2 separate regions of the Sus scrofa genome follow, and region 1 is linked to region 2. A link is a contact called in public HiChIP or PLAC-seq data. All regions are on one chromosome and are shown on one strand. The core of a region is the stretch at or near the end of the contact, and the rest is flanking DNA. Distances in the headings are between cores, read along the strand shown. Region 1 holds the start of SGO1 (shugoshin 1). Region 2 overlaps EFHB (EF-hand domain-containing family member B).

The links. HiChIP or PLAC-seq counts read pairs in DNA pulled down with a chosen protein or histone mark.
Region 1: an H3K27ac HiChIP or PLAC-seq map of alveolar macrophages shows a contact between it and region 2. The contact joins the promoter of SGO1 here to the enhancer-like site in region 2. A contact is called at or near these places in 2 of 5 promoter capture datasets (fetal liver and liver), 20 of 47 Hi-C or Micro-C datasets (adipose tissue, alveolar macrophages, brain and 13 more) and 2 of 2 datasets of contacts at active chromatin or transcription factors (alveolar macrophages and skeletal muscle).

Annotation. Positions count from the first base shown.
Region 1 is chr13:7,151,783-7,154,482 of Sscrofa11.1, forward strand. SGO1 (shugoshin 1) reads right to left here and starts at 1,420. Exons shown (of 8, transcript XM_003132070.4): 1 at 1,225-1,420.
Region 2 is chr13:6,848,927-6,851,757 of Sscrofa11.1, forward strand. All of the region lies in intron 9 of EFHB (EF-hand domain-containing family member B), which reads right to left. Among named protein-coding and RNA genes, the nearest start is that of EFHB, 48 kb to the right of the region's middle. Within about 2 kb of position 1,550, at least 7 of the 83 cell types and tissues checked have an H3K27ac peak or open chromatin away from gene starts, as enhancers often do. A contact at or near this core is called in alveolar macrophages, embryonic fibroblasts and fetal liver, where this site is marked.

The sequences.
Region 1 (2,700 bases), core at 170-2,669, 300 kb after region 2:
GTTAAGTATGCTTAAATCTTTCAGTGCTGCAACTCAGACATGCTTCAGTATTCTGCTACTAAGTATGTCAAACTACTTTTCATGAACATCTTTTGCCCTAGATTGTACTTTGCAGATCTTAAAATTGCAAAATATAATTCCTGTTTCTGACAACCATCCATATACAACTTTCACTACAAAGGATAGTTTTATCTCCTCTAAGTTAGTCAAATATTTTCCTGAACCTTATATTTTCTTGAGTATTTCCTCCAGGCCTTCCTTATTTTACTCTGGGGTCTTTAATATAGATATTGTCCATTTCATTTAAATATTTTCTTTCTTCCAATGTAGATATAATATATACTGGATGTTTCCAGTAGAGCAAGCACAATTTTTTTTTTTTAAAGCACTAGTGTTAAGTGGGTTGTATAAAATAGCCTGACACAATGGAGTTTTTGTTTGAACCTGGAGATGTTTGAGAGTATACAGATTAGGTAACTAACCGAGTTAGTCTAGATAAGGTATTTAAAAAGCAAAGCACATCTAAAAAATATTCGTCATTCCATTTGATGAACTTAATATAACAAAAGAAAGTTGTCGCATCAGAGGCCTCATTCCTGTCTAGGCCCATGGTGTTCAAAGGGGGTGTGGTGGGAAGAATGAATGACAACAATCAGGGTAGTCTCCGTCTGTCCAGTATTCGGGTAAGGGGTCTCGAGTCAAAAGAACCTAGAATATGTGATATCCACTAAAATTCTTTCACCATTTCTGCTGCTGGGGCAGCCGCACAGGACACTTCTCCAGGGTAAGAGAAACATCAAAAGAAAGGGACGTCAACGTTATGGCGCTGCACAGGAGAGCTGCCAGTGTGTGCCCTGATGTTGAACTTGGGGCTTTTAGTCACTGAAAACGCTTTATTTACACATCACTTAAATCACACAATTCGGCAAGGCGGGAGGTTTGGGTCTCCATTTAACATTAGAGGAAACTGAGCATCGAAAAGCCCAGGTCGGGTGGCCGAACAGAGAAAGGCAACCGTTCAGGCCTACTTCACAGCCTGAGTTTTTCGCCATTGAACTCAGAACCACAGGGACGTCCCGAGGGAAGGGGGACAGGGGTCACTACCCCCAGCGCCACGCCGGAAAAACCTGCGACCCCTTCTTTTCCGAGAAAGCGGGGCGGGAGGTGGGGGCTGCCGGAAGAGGCCCGGAGACGCGCCTCCCGCGGGGGCGTCCACCACAATACCTTGGCCACGGCTTCTGCCACAGCTGTAGCCTTCCTCCTCACATTCCAAGGCTCCGCGAGGCTGTCTGCCGTGCGCGCCGTGAGTTCCAGGCCCCGCAAGGCTCCCGCACCGTCTCTAGCCGCCCGCTGACTGCTACGATCACATTCGAAATTCTCCGCCGCGCTCACCCATTGGCTGGCTAGCTTGGGTCACGTGACACTCTGGAGCCGGCAGAACCCCGCCCCGCCCGGCGGCCTCGCGCGAAACACTGCTGCTGAGAACCCACATCCGGGCACCCGCCCCCCCTTCCGGGAGGGCGGAGCCAGTTGTCAGGCAGAGTCAACCCGTCGGCTCAGTTCGCCTCCGCCTCCGAGTTGTTGGCTTTTTGGGGTGGAGCCTCTCCGACACCTTTAAGGACGGGTGTTTTAGGGCGTTCAAAGCTTCCTGTTTCTTTAGTCGTACTGCAGCCGGTCTTCGAGGTGGTGTGCAAGGGCTCCCTCTTGTGAGAAAAATGTTCCTAGTTGTCAGCCTGCAGCCCGGAGGCAGCTAAAGGGATATTCAAACCAAAATAGGGACCCGTTTTTGGATTAAAGGAATTTTATTAGCGAAGTTGCAGATATTTGAAATATTCAGCTCCAGCTGCTTTCTCTTTGCCCAACTACCTTTGTTTCTTTAACCCTCAGGAAGTGGCACCACCCGTCCAGTTACCTGCCCAGAAGCCCGGGGAATTTTCCTTATTGATTATTCTCCCTTAGCTTTTCCACGTCCAGTTACCCAGTCCTGTCAATTCTACTTTCTAAGTATTTTCAGGTCCACACCCCACTATTTTCCATGCTCTAGACAACTACCTAATCCTTTTCTATTAACTGTACCAGTGCCTGTTCTGATGGCAGGCTCGGTTAGCTTGTGTTGTCAGAGTGATTTCCCTAAAGTGCTGGCTCTGACTTTAAAACAAAATTTAAGCTGTAAAAATTCTTCATGTTTCTGTGACCTTATCGCTAACATGCTAATATTAGTGTTTGGGTTGTAGCCAATGAGCTCCAAACAAGTATAATGATTCTACTAATCAAAAAAAGTAGAAGTTTCTGGTAACCAGTCGCAACAACAGCGAAAATGGACTCCCTCATTCAGGCTTTATGAACTGAGCTGTAACTGCTGAGCGAAGAGTTTCTAATCACTTCTAGTTAGAGGTCTCCTGATTCGCAGTTTGTTTCTTAGTAAAACATTCACATCAAGTGACTTTCTCTGAATTTTCTTTTGAAAATGCTCTGTGGGTCTCCTGGAATTCTGTGGGCAGGTTCCATATCAGTCGGTACCTCTCTAATTGGAGATATAGGGGTGCTGAAAGCCCTGAGAGGCTTTTCCGGTTTCTTTTGAACCAGAACTTGCTTTGGACATAGCATGGCAATGGTGTTCTATGAAATATGAATACCTGAGGAATGCTACTGTTTTCTATTTTCTAACCACTTTAAAAATGATGACATAGGAAAATGAAC
Region 2 (2,831 bases), core at 300-2,799:
ATCTTTCTTACTTACAAGCCTTCCTTGCCTCTGCATCCTTGCTTTTTCCCTCCTCCATACCCCAACCTCAGCTGTTCTAAGGAGAATGATGACTAGGCATGGGACAAGATCTCCTTGTCCCCGAGGGGATCAAAGGCCACAAGCATCTATCCAAGCAGGGGAACTTCAGTGGGGAGAGACTCAAACTACTATGGCTTCGTTGGTTAAGGGTGCCAAAGTCATGCTCCAACCCAATCTGCAGGGAGAAGAGATGTCAGGATTCCGCTGGTGGGGCCTGTTCAAAGTGGAGAAGGAAAGTTTACAATATATTGAGAGTTCCCACTGTGGCTCAGCAGAAACAAACCTGACTAGTATCCATGAGGATGCGGGTTCCATCCCTGGCCTCGATCAGTGGGTTAAGGGTCTGGCATTTGCCGCGAGCTATGGTGTAGGTCACAGATGTAGCTCAGATCTGGCGTTGCTGTGGCTGTGGCATAGGCCTGCAGCTGTAGCTCCAATTTGACACCTAGTCTGAGAATTTCCATATGCCATAGGAGTGGCCCTAAAATATATTTTATATATATTTTTTAATAGATATATTTACTTTAAAATTACATATAATAATATATAATTATATATAATTTACATATAATTTATATATTAATATTACATTATTAATATATTATATATATATATATATAATTTGTGTGGCTTTCACACTGGATGTACAGTTGGTATGGATACTTTCCATGCCTGTATTGTAAATGTTTATAGACATTTGTGACCAAGAGAAGCCACATGTAGAGAATGCTAGTCCCCTTGGGGCCCCACAGCCCTAATGACCCCTTTGAGCTGCAAGTCTCTATCAGTAATGATTTTACCACTTAGATAGAGTCTCTGGGCCTGGTTCACTAATCTGAAACCTAATGGTCTTCACTGGTCTGCTGTGCCTTTCAACCCCAGTGAGAACTGTGAAGGACCAACAAAGGGCAGAGTCACTCTATTCAGGGGGCAGATTTCAAGGTTATTCTCATGTCTCTGGCCAGAACTCCTCTGGATAAATCTGTTATAGTTTTACTGATTCTTGGACTATTGCCAATAGCCTGCCTGTTTGGTTGCCACTTGGAAAACTGCAGACTGGAAGATTAAAGACAGCACCTTTTGAGTCTGAAAACTATGGAAGCAAATCACAGCTGCTGAGTGGATGATTCAGGTAATTCACATAGATGCCCAGGAAAGAGTCCATTCTTCATTGAGAATGACTGAAATCAAGCTTCAGATTGAGCCAGACCCGCGCAGATTGCCACCATCACTGCCTGGATCCATCACTGTTCCAGATATACACCCACCTTTAGACTGGGCACAAAGTAAAGCAGTTTGTGTTTCTGCGGGAGAGGCTACCACCACGTGCCAAACTTGTGACTCCTGCTACAAGCTGACCCATCTGGCTCATGGCCAGGGAGGACACATCACACACAGGGCATGGTCCCATGCTCCTGACATCCTGACTACACTGTCCCCTCTCAGAGTGGCTCATCCCACTGTTGACATATTTTCCATTTATGGAATTGCTATTACACACCAATCAGTCAGCTCCATCACGAGAGTATGGCCCATGAAATTAATCTGAGTCAAGTGCTGTGCTGTCTGGACCATTTTCAGTCTGACAGTGGTGTGCCTTATAGCACAAAGGTTACTCAACAGTGAGCTGTTAGCCAAGGCATTCAATGAACTTTTCCTGTTCCCAACCATCCACAGTCATCTGCTATTACCAAGCTTTGGAATAGCCTTCTCAAAAACCATCTACCTGGAAAACAAAAAACAAAAAACAAGAAAAACCCGTCTACCTGGACCTAGAAATTATCATGCTAAGTGAAGTTAGCCAACATCATATGCTATCACTTACATGTGGAATCTAGAAAAAGGACACGATGAACTTCTTTGCATAATAAACACTGACTCACAGACTTTGAAAAACTTATAGTTTCCAAAGGAGACAGGTTGGGGGTGGGGGGAGGGGCCTGAGGTTTGAGATGGAAATGCTACAAAATTGGGTTGTAATGATCACAATTACAACTATAAATGTAATAAAATTCATTGAGGAAAAAAAAATCTACCTTCCTCACCAGCTCCTGGCTCACAAGTCTTAGTAAACCAGTTTTGTCACTGGATGCCACTGTTCCCCAAAAGTAATTGTCCCATCCTGCGTAATAATTAGAATGGGAGGAGTTGGAATTATATATACTTGTTCTGAAAATTCGAGACTCTGCCGTGACCACTCTTTAACATGATAAGTTGCCTTTTTCTTCCCCCCTCTAGATTTTAAGTTCCCTGAGTGGAAAGTCTACACCTTATCTTGAGTAATGTTTGATGCACTGCGAGTGTTCACAAATAACATAATTAATCTTCTAAGCCAAGAAGATTTCATTTAGGAAATCAGTTTATTTGTTCTGTTTTATTTTTCTTTTCAATTAAATTAAATCTGGGCATTCAACGGTATAAGATTCAAATCATCAAAAACCATCCTACAGCTGTACTAAGAAGACCCATATTTTATTACCCTCTGAGAAAAAAAAGCTCCTCAAGGACACCAAGCACTACATTGTGAATATTAAAAGTTAACTATTTAAAAGGTATATCAGCATTAAATAATTCTCAGTAATTTTCTCTTAGTAATTTAATTTTATCATAAGGAATGCGCCTGGTGGTTCACTAAGATAATCAACAGCTATTAAGATGATCGTCTTGCCTATAATTACATTTAAAATGAAAAATTTTTAGGAAGCAGAGCATTATGCATTCTGCTAGGTTTTCTTATTCACACCCCTACTATGTAAATTTCCCCAATACCA